Linked DNA regions of Gossypium hirsutum: region 1 is linked to region 2. A link is a contact called in public Hi-C data. All regions are on one chromosome and are shown on one strand. Each heading gives the region's core, a stretch centred on a gene start, on an enhancer-like site or on the middle of the called end of the contact. The rest is flanking DNA. Distances are from core to core; before and after follow the strand shown. Region 1 holds the start of LOC107955508 (pentatricopeptide repeat-containing protein At5g15300). Region 2 has its middle 9.3 kb from the start of LOC107955425.

Region 1 (5,945 bases), core at 3,288-5,787, 290 kb after region 2:
TGACAATTAAATTCATTTTGGTCTATAAACTTAGATTAAGTCAAAATTTGATGATGTGACCAACATTCTTGAAACATGATTGGATTGATCGGTGGGACCAATTAGACTAAGAATCAATCAATATATTAGTCCAAACAAAGGAGTTAAACTCATTGAATCGGAAACTACTCGAAACCAGTAAAAAAAAACTGAGACAAAAACCAGTAGTTGAACAAGTTGAATTGATTTAATAATTTTTTTAAATATTTTTCTGAATTTCAAATTAATTATTCAATTCTTTTTTGTCTAGAATTTAAATTGATCAAACCAATTGAATCGAGAACCAATGGTTTGACCAATTCAACCACTGGTCGAGTATGAGTAGTTATAGGATTTGTATCAAAAAGAATAAATATTATAACATGTAATGATATTAAAGTTAAAAAAATCCAAGCATGTCCATTATAGCATTAAATCTAAGTATTAGAATTTGAATAATTGCAGGTAAATAACTTTGTTTGCAAAATTTCCGAAATCCCCCAAATATCAAAAGTTAGTAATTTAATTTTAGAGAAGGGATGGTATGAAATTAAGATATCGTGTCATTTGTATCCCTGTTAAAAATTTCATTCATTTCCACTGTTAAAAATTTGTACTTGTATATCAGAATAAGGTGCATGTAACACATCAAGTTAAACTGTTTAGTTATTTTGTCAACCATGTCAATTTTTAGTAGTAAAAATAGATGAAATATTTTTAACAAAAAGGATCAAATCGTTCTTTAATCTAACATACGAGGACTAATTTGTAGTACAAGGTCCTTCATGGTAATTTTACCAAGATATGTTTTTCATTTACTAAATGAAAAACTACCATGAATTCAAGCATGTTTCATCTTATAATATGTATAAATAAACAGCATAAGTAGATCACGGAGTAATTAAGCAGGAAATACAGAATTACAACATATATATACGTATATATATATATAAATCTCAGTCTTGCTAAAGAAGAACATCATAATATAAGATTGAAACAAGTCAAACTGCAAATCTGGGATTCTCAATTCCATGGAAGAAAAAAAGAAGATTAGAGAGAGATGAGGCCTTCCCTGACGAGCAAACCAAACATGAGAACGAGGAGACCAACAGTGACACACTGAGTCGGGGAGATGAAAGTCTGCGAATATGCTGATAAAGTCACTGCTGCTCCAACTATTCCGATCAACAAAGAGCTCATGTTTTGATTCATCTTTTCTTTTTTTCTTCGTCTATAGCTGAAGATTGAAGAATGTGAATAAATGATGAAATAGTCTTCAGTCTTTTTGGGTACCCTTTCGTCGTTCCTATTGGGTTTTATGACTTTCACCCGATCAATATCAAAAAGTCAACCCTTTTTGGGATCTTCGGCGCCTTTTCCATTTTTTTAATTAAAACATTAAAATTATGTTATACAGTTTTTAATTAAATTTTATAAGGACTAAATTATAAATTTATGGAGAATACAACAACTTATAACATATTTTAACCAAACTATAATGTTGCTCAACCACTCTTGCCATTTTACACCTTGACTACATATCAAGCAGCTTGTCGTATTCAGCAGTCGTAGCATGTTTAGATTGGTTTAGTTTTTTAATAAGATTTTTTTATATTTACATCTATTTACTAATTAATTTTTTTTAAATTAATTTTTTTAAAAAAATAAATTATATAAAAATGTAAATATTAATATTATTTTTTATTATTTTATTAAATTTTGGATAATAAAATAGGCTATCTAGCTAGACTTAGCTAAGCCGCAACTTAATTTATGGCTACTTTCACAATTATCTACTTTATTCGTATAGACTTGTTCATGGGTCGGGCCGGGTCTTAACTGAATTTTAGATCCGTTTAATAGGTTTGGATCTGGCCCAATTCGAACACCAAAAATACTAAAAACATTAAAATAAATGTTTTCTAATAAATTTAAAATAAATTTAAAAAAATTAAAAAACTTTATACTTAAATAACAGTAACATACGTGCAACTTAACAAGCAAATGCCTCTAAAATAGTAACAAAATTAACAATAAAATAAGAGTTATAAATATACAAACATTAATAACAAAATAGTAGCAATATAATAATGAAATGGCAGCAAAACAATGAGAAAACAACATTTTTTTTTCTTTATGCAAATCGGGCCCGAGCCAAGAAACTTTTACCTGAGGTGTAACCTGTTTTCTAAACAGGTTTTTTTTTCTCAAGCCTATTTTTCATGTCTATATTTTTACCTAAACTCTCTTACTTTTTAATCTAGCCTTTAGCCAGATATGTCTACTTGTATTGAACTATTATTTTTTAAATTCAAATTGTACTGACTTTGACTTGAATTACTATTAATAATTATAATAAATGTATTTAAATTTAAATAAAAATATGAAATTAATAGTAATGTTATAAATTATATATTATGGATGTCCATAATCCCAAATGAAGTAACCTTAAAGCCTTTCATTTTATTATTTGTAAATAAATGGATGCTAAAAGACTTGCAAGAAAAAACAGAACACATACATGACACCCATACACAAATCTATCAAAATCCATATAATATGATTTATAAACAGATCAAAGTCCATATAAATTCAAAAATTAAAATACTTTAATTCAACTAGCATGATAGCTTGAGCTACTCAAGTTCGACTCAACAAAAATGAAGCCAAATTTGGGTTATTTCGCACCAAAGCAAAGTAAGTTGGAAGCACATATATATTGTTTACATCCTGACAATGTTGACTCCTTAAGGATGATTAACGGGAACTATCATGCCTAACTAAAACGTGAAGGCTTTAAAGCAATTTGTCACCTAATCACTGCACAAGATTCTTTGGTCTTAAACTTACTTTGGATTTTGAATTAAATAAAAAGTCTATGAGAGCCTTTTCTTCAGCTTCAATTAGGCTATAACCAGGATCTTTCCTTACCCCAGTGTCATCCATCATCTTCCTTACTTTCTCAACTCGATCCCACTCGCCTTCTGAAGCATATATATTCGAAAGTAATACATAATCTCCGCTCTCATCCTGTCTTATTTTGAGTAGTCTCACATTTGCACGCCTTCCCAACTCGACATTTCCATGAATTCTACAAGCCCCAAGCAGAGTCCTCCATATGATGGCATTCGGTTCAATCACCATCGAGTCTATGAACTTGAATGCTTCATCCAATAGCCCAGCACGCCCTAGCATATCCACCATACACCCGTAATGCCTTATATTTGGCTCAATGTTATAACCATCTCTCATAAGCTTGAAATATTGACGACCCTCGTTTACTCTCCCAGCATGACTGCAAGCAACTAAGACTCCAACAAAGGTGATCTCATTTGGCCTAACTTTGGACCTCCTCATCTCGGTAAACAGATTGATTGATTCCTCAGCATGGCCATGAATTGCCAACCCTCCTATTACTGAGTTCCATGTCGACACATCTTTTTCTCTCATATCTCGGAAAACTTTTAGTGCCCTCCCAATGCTGCCGCATTTTGCATACATGTCAATAAGTGCATTCCCAAGTAAAACATTAAAGCCACTGCTTGAGAACATCTCCGAGAGAGACCAATGTATCTTCATCCCAACTTGCAAATCCCCCAAATCCGCACAAGCATTCAACAAACTCAACATGGTAACCTCATCTGGCCTCTCCCCGACAGTCTTCATCTCTTCAAACATCTCCAATGCCTTCTTACATTCACCGGACAGAACATACCCTGCAATCATAGCATTCCAAGTCACAACATCCTTCTTCAGAACTTCATTAAAAAGTTTCCTTGCACTCTCCATTTCCCCTCTTTTCGCATATGCTGTAATCATAACATTCCAAGAAACCAAGTCCTTCACTGGCATGTCATCAAAATACCTCCTTGCCACATCAAGTTCCCCTCTTTTTGCATACCCTGAAGTCAAAGCTGACCAAGGCACAACATCCCTTTTTGCCGAATCATCGAAAAGCTCACTTGCAACACTCAAATCACCACAATTAGCATGAAAATAAATAAGGGTATTCCTTAAAAAACTATTCTCCAAAAACCCCATTTTCAAAGCCTTCCCTTGAATCCCAAACCCCATTTTACTCCAACAAAGTTTGGTGCAAGCTTTAAGGACAAAAGGAAAGGTAAAGCCATCCGGCTGAATTCCGCGTTTTGCCATCTGGGTATATCTTAAAATGGCTTTTAATGGGTTTTGGCTTTGAGCTGAGCCTCTTATAATTGTATTCCACATGAAAATATCTGGTTCAGAAATTCTATCGAACACTTTATGAGCATAGTTTAAAGTACCTGAAATTTCCATGGCGGCCTTGAAAATGAGCTCCCGTAAGGCTGACGGGTTGGAGTTGAAGCCTTTGGTGATGAGAAAACCATGGATTTGCTTTAAGGATCGGAGGTTTACGCATTGTGACCAAAAGGTCGTTGATGAATGTTGATGGCGGTTGATGCACCTGTCGTTTGGTCGTTTTCTTATCATTTACATGTCGTTTTTGGAGTTCCGCATGAAATGAGACCGTGTGATAGCCTACGTTTTTTTATTTGATAATATAATCTTTCATTAATTAAAATAAATTATATTATTTTAAACTTATTTTAATTTAATTTTTTTTAAAACAAGTATTTAATAATTAGAAAAAATCAATTGAATCTGAGCTCGATTGGCATGGTTATTATTATTAATACACATAAGTTTGAATGTGCTGAAACGCATTATCCTCCTATTTATGTGTTGAGGAAAGGCTATAAGTAGTTTTAGACATTATCTTAAAAAGAATAAATATGATCAGAACATATCAGATTATTCAAAAATAATAATTAAAAATGAAATAATTTTCTCCAAATTAAATTAATATGAAAATTTATTTAAATAATTTAAAATTAAATTATTACAAAACATGACACAAGTTTTTTTTATATGTGAAAATTTTACTGAATTTGTAAATAATACAAATACGATATAAAAAAAATTTAAATGTAATAAAAATTAAAATCATTATAACAAAAAAAAGAATAAATTTCAATAAAAATAATAATACTCCAACCAAACATAACAAACATAACATAGTAAATTACTTTCTACACCCTAGACACCTACATATTTTGAAGGTATAACATCTACAAGTTGTATAGCATCTTTCTTCGATCTATTTTATAGATATTTTGCCCTCACGTTATTCTTTTTTATATTATACATGTCTATTTTATAGTTTATGCTTGGGATTCATGTTTCCTCACACTACTTTAACCTAAGCAATATTTAAATTTGAAATTCGCCACATACTATAGTACCTTTGTAACATCATTAAAATGTGATGATATGGTACTCGAAGTAAAAAACACAATATCACATGACTAATTTGAAATTACAATACTTAATGAGCATTAATAAAAAATTCTTTAAAAATTATAAATTTTATTTCACATCAAAAATAAACTTAAACAAATAATATATTTTGTAACAATAAATTTCCTCGTAATATAAATTACAATATATATTATCGGATTACACAATTTCTTATCACCTACATAATATATTTTGTACTTCAACAACTTCCATAAAATTTTGTGATTTTATAACATATAGTACCCCATTGCAATATTTATTACTTGTATTGTAATACATTGTAACACAAATCACAATATATATTACTCGTTACACAAATTTCTTACAAGATTTCAGTTACAAGAATCCTTCTCCAATTACAAAATTATTACATATAGTGTAATATTTGTGTAACATAAATTATAATATATATTATTTAATTATACAATTTTTCATAATTCACATAATATAAACTTAAAATTTCGAGTTAATTAAATTAATAAGTAATATTTTATCATCCTAATTCGATTTAATTTTTTTAAATCTAGTAAAACTGTTCAAGTTAGCTTAAAAAATCAAACATAGATAAGCTTAACTCATTAATTAATTTA
Region 2 (6,045 bases), core at 2,564-5,063:
TCTTTTATTTTGATACCATTTTGCAACACCATTAAATACATATTTGACCCTTAACTTATTACTTCTCTTCATTTTAATATTTATGAATTTTTTGTCCTAATTTAGTATTCAAACTTTTTTTTCTATCCACAATTTTATCTGCGATAAAAAAGGCTACCTTTGATTGGTTTTAGAGTATATTCAATTCAAAAAATGTAAAACTACTTTCACTAATAGAATTATGAGAATGTAAAAGTATAAAGTGAAATGTTAAATATGTTGCATTATTTTGTTTGGTTCATTTATCTGTATTGTAAAATTTTGATGTTTGGTTGATGGAATATAATATTAATAACAAATATTATTGTTATAAAATTTGTTTTATGGACAAGTTTAATTCTTTTAATATTTTTTAATCTCAATTTCTATGAAATTATGATAATTCTTATTTTATTGCAATTTATATATTAATAAATAAATATATTATTAAAATATCACAATTAATATATTAATAAATAAATCTTTAAAATCAATATAATAATTATAATTTTAAAGTAGAAACATTCTTTTTTTTTTACTGTTAGAAAATATTTTTATTTTTAATTAAACTGAAATTTTATTTGAAAAAATGATTAAAATAATAAAAGTAAAGAAAAATTAATAATTTGTATGGTATTTATAAGCAGCATGATCGCCACGCAATAAAAACATATTAAATATACAAAATTCCCGAAAATATTGAAATTCAAAGTAAAAATATTGATGTGATATAAAATTATTGAAAATATCTTTTTAATATTTGTTTTTTATGTTTTTAAAAATATTATAGATTTATATAACAAATTTTTATATATTATACATATAAATTTATATTTTGATTTATGTAAAATTTGACAAGTTGGTGAATGTGAGTCATGTTTCTTTAATTTTTCATATTATATCTTGTTTTTCATAATTTATTATTATGATTTAATTTTGAGAATAATTTATCTGTTCATATCAGGTCTTAATCCATAATATATTTTTGCACAATTTATCATGGTGATTCAATTTTTTTTAAAATCGGTATTTGTATCGTGTTCTAATTACTTTTTGATGTGTAAAGTAATATAAATTTATATAATTATTTAGAAATTAATAAATCATTTTAGTTAAAATTTGATGTATTATTATATTTGTTTTGTGATATACTTTTAATTATTTAAATTTTTTGTTGTATTTTACTTTTCATATTTTATTATGATAATTTTTGTATTTCGCAGCTTGTTAATCGAATTAAATTAGTATTTTTTTATATTTGCGTATTTACTGAATTCATCAAACTATTAATAGTTTAAAACCAGCAAGTTTAAGACAATGTTGAGGAGCTTGGATTTCCACCAAGGGAGCATCACATAACTGTAATGTTGTTTTAAGTCATGTCATGTACATCAGGACTAATTTGGATATATTTATAACTACAATTTGATTGAAATAAAAAGCCCTTGATATGTTATTTGAGTTTGAATATGTTTTCACATTTGATTTTGAGTTTAAATGGATGTAAGTTTTGTTTTATAATTTCTTAGGGCATATTGATATGTTTTGGAAGTATTTAGGCATGTTTTTAAGTATTTTTGAATTAATTTTTGGTTCCACATGCTTAGGGTTCGGTCCCTTAATTTAGGTATCGGCACTTGTGCAAACAAAATACAAAAATCTAGAATAAAAGTGCCTAGGTGCCTGTACATAGTTCTACGTATCAGTACCTTGAGATTGGGTGTCGACACTTAGTATTTTAGGTATTGATATGATTCTAAGAGGTACCCATTGCACTATTTTGAGTATTTTGAACTCGTTGAGGCTCGATTTTGATCCCAAACACTTCCAACTGTTTATAAAACACTTCTAAATTATTTTAAACAAATTTCTAAACCCTCAAGATGATTTTATTTTAATTACACATTATTATTTAGACGTTTTTCAAAGTTAGTTTCTTTTAACCGGTTGAAATAAGAAAATGTTGATTAGTTCCTCAATTGTACTTTGACCTAACATGTTTACCAAACCATTTCCAAACCTTTAAAAAATTAATCAAATTGACTTTAAAGTATAAGAACATGACATGGAGAAGTATTTTCACAAAAGAACGACACCTCTCATTCATATCATACATTGAGATGGGTGAGAGGTCTCAAGAGGTCCATTTCTTACCAATATCAAGAGGTTTCACCATGATTGTTGAAATCAGATCGAATCGACCAATCAAATTAATAATCGGTTGATATATCAATTCAAAGTAAAAAGAAAAAGCAATTAACCTGTAAACTTGCGTGAATCGTAGTTAAACCGCGAATTGTTGAACTGTTTTTTTTTCTTGAACCAAATATTTTAACCTAAACCATACAAGAAAACATCTTTTTCCCTAAATCACTTGAAGCTTTTGTGACACCATGTCTCTGCACTCAAGATAATGAGATCAAACTCAGCATCTTGAAAAAATTAGCACTTGTTTTCTTATCCTCTCTGCTAAAATTAGCACTTGAAAAAAACTTATGGGAAATTGAAACTGAGATGTATGAAAAGATTTTTCTTAAGTTTTCTTAATTTACTTTCTTTTTGTTATGGGCCTAAAATTCATGGGCTTCATTGTGATTTATAAACTCAAAGTCTGGTTCTACTTTTATTTGAAGGTTTTCTTTTTCTCTTTTAAAGTGTTTTTTTAATGATAATAATTATTTTATATTGTTAAACAGTAAATCGATATAATAAAAAATCGATGGTCTAATCAGTTCAACCGCTAAATAGGTTATGAAAATAAGCCACTTAGTTTGACTTATAAATTGATATGTAGAACTTCATTTTAATTTCTTTTAATGAAGTCCCTGCAAACACAAAATTAAAAAAAATATTGCAATAATTTGAATACGATATAAATATCTAAACTATATAGAATGTAATTAACTGAATTAATATCACAAGTTAAATCGATATCAATTCTGTTAATAAAATTATATAATATTTTTAAATAATCATGTTTTTTTCATTAATTATTTTTATATGAAATGTTTAAATAAAATAACTATAAAACAAGATTTTAAAAATTGAAGATGAAGTTTAATTATAGTATTTTACCACTTTACTTATTGAATTTTTTCTTTTATTAAATATAACATACCATATAAAGAGGAGATATACACAAAAATTAAGGTTAGTATTCAATTGTTTCGATTGATTCGATTAATTTTTTAAATTTAATTGAATATAAAATAATCGAATTCAACAATTAAAACGTCGTTAATCGATTTCATATTGGTTAATTCAGTGGCGGTTGGTTTAGGGATTAATCGAATTAATCAATTTAAATTTTTTTAAATTTCATTTTTGTCTATTGTACAATATTAATTTTTTTAATACAACAAAGCTTAAAATTTTATTTTGAAAGGTGAAAGTTGTAAATATCTATATTTTTTTAATTGTTTGGGTCAATGAACTTAAGTTGGTTGGGTTTAGAGTACGTAAAAAATAAAAATGTTTGGGCTAGTATTTATGGGTTGAGTTGAATAATTTCGCTTTAGATTTAGATTTAAACAGTTTAAATTATATTATTATAAATTAAAAATAATAAATACAAATTAGTAATTTTAATAATTAATAACCGATCACCTAAACCGAACTCAAAGTCGATTTAATTGAATTGTCGATTAAATCGATTATAACCGAATAATGCTGTCTCCAACGTAAAATTACAAAAATAAAATTTATATAATAGAAATAGAGACATAGACCACATACAGCAGGTGAGGCCCAACACCTTTTGGTAATTAATGGATTCATTTATTCTATAGGGGAAATTGGAAAGGAATGAGTCAATGGTGGATTCAATGTTAAGCAATAGTAAAGTCCCAATTATGGTCGGTAGCCACATTAATAGGAACACATGCAACTGAATAATGTGCACATGGAACTCTTTAGATAAGGTTACACATGTAATTCCTCAGATATTTTTAAATTAATTTTTTAAATTTTAAATTCGTCATCAAATTTTAAAACATTTTAATTACATTTTTAAATTATAAATATTATATCAATAAGGTTTTTTTTTTGTTTTTAAATTGTTAATTCAACCGTTAAATGAGATGTTAAATCTTATATAGCATAACCTAAAATGAATTTCTTTTAAAAAAACAATGAATATTGTAAAAATGCATGTCTTAAAAATCTGGTTTTGAGGTTTTCTGTTTTACTTTATTTTAAAGAAAAATAAATACTGAATCTCTTTTTTCTGTTTTATTTTATTTTTAATTTTTACTTTTAAAAGTTGTACGACAATATATTATTTTTTATTTTAATTTTAAATTATGTTAGGTATATGTCAAATAAAATTTATTATGTCATTTAATGATTAAATAAATATTTTAATAATGAAAAGATATGATTGATTATAACTTGATAATTTGAAAATGTTATTAAAAGTATTTTGAAATTTAAAGACTAATTTAAAATAAAAAAACATATTTTAAAAATATCTATTGCAATTATCTCTTATGAATTCAAATATTATGATGTACATATAGATTAATTAAAAAAAAAATGTCCAGCACCATCTTACTTGGATTTGGCATTAATGTCTTGTATAGTCAACAAATTTTATATAGGTTGGGGCCATTGGGTCCATTTTTTCCATAACCTATCCTCAAACATAACCTATCACGTTTGGGGACAACTAGTTTGTAGGGCTAACAATATGTGGAACATTAATTGCCAAACTAGATTTTTTTTTCATAATATTAATGAATTTTAAAAAATATATAATGAAAAATTGAAAAATCGAATTTAATTACTTTTTTTTAGAATTGGATAAAACCATTTGATTGGATCAAATAGATTGAAAAAAAAAATTGTTTAATTCGATTACTAGTCCGATTTTAAAAATCTTCTATGGTGGCACCAATTTTTTTTTTGGTTTATTTGTAATATGAAGATTTTAATGGTGGCTTCATCAACATTTGAATCATCTTTAAGAAGAAGAAATCTAACGACGGTAATGATAAACCATGACCATGATCTCACCCTTTCCAATGAGCTCACATGCTATCATAATGTTAGATTTGTAAAATAAATATGAAATAAAACTTAATAAACTAGGATCTATCATGTCAAATAATAAAAAATAAATCAAGAACAAAACTAGATGCGGAAGTGTACCTGAATCCATGAATTCCTTAAAATCTACGGATCTTGGAGATTTGATACTCCAAATTAACAAATAAGAAATTTAGAGAATATTTGTTCTCTTTTTGCTAAGGATAAGATATTAGAAAAGATATCTTGTGAGTAATTTGAGGACCATAGCCCTAATATTTATAACATTGACATATTAGTTCTAATTCCTAATTAGCCCATCATTAATTAGAATTTAATTAGAACTCAATTACTAGAGTATCTACACATATTTGACCCATACTTTATCTAATAATTAAAGCCCAATAAAATTTTAACCAAACTAGATGACTTTTAATTTGGATTAACCTATCATGATAGTAAATAATAACATGTAATTACCCTTATTATATATGTGATATCCATATTTTCCAACACATAACACCAAAAAAATGTGCTTTGGACTAATTATAAAGAGGTCTCCAACTTTAGTCAAAAGTAAAAAGATGCCACGTCAGTAATCTTTTAGTCGATTAACGAAATTTTTAACGACAATGACTAATTTGAATAATTATCTTAGTTAGAGTGACTAAATTGACAAAAAAATTTAAAATGATCAAAATAGGAATGATATTATTTTAAAGTAACCTACAGTGTTACATCCCAAAAATAGGGCTAGAAGAAATAGTGATAAAATTTAGATTTTATTTTTTTAAGCAAAGGGGAAGAGAATTTAGTATGCTTTAAAAATTGTTTTTGTTAAAAGTTATTAAGAATGAGTTTGTTGTTTTAGTGGTAAAGCCTTAGCCTACCCATAAGTTTCAAGTTTGAAATCCCTTATGTGCATTCAATTCAAATATTTTATTTTCTCATTTTTACCTCATAAAAGTGTTAAAATTTTAAATTAGCCCAGACCAAAAGCTT

Evidence for each region. A called contact is a pair of places that touch in the nucleus more often than the background predicts.
Region 1: a Hi-C map of leaf shows a contact between it and region 2, with 1.9 times the contacts expected there. The contact joins the promoter of LOC107955508 here to the enhancer-like site in region 2.

Annotation. Positions count from the first base shown.
Region 1 is chrA07:94,715,779-94,721,723 of Gossypium_hirsutum_v2.1, forward strand. It overlaps LOC107955508 (pentatricopeptide repeat-containing protein At5g15300), which reads right to left and starts at 4,538. Exons shown (of 1, transcript XM_016891299.2): 1 at 2,560-4,538. The coding sequence starts at 4,488. The coding sequence ends at 2,836.
Region 2 is chrA07:94,428,833-94,434,877 of Gossypium_hirsutum_v2.1, forward strand. No RefSeq gene overlaps it. Among protein-coding and RNA genes, the nearest start is that of LOC107955425, 9.3 kb to the left of the region's middle. Within about 2 kb of position 3,814, at least 4 of the 9 cell types and tissues checked have an H3K27ac peak or open chromatin away from gene starts, as enhancers often do. A contact at or near this core is called in leaf, where this site is marked.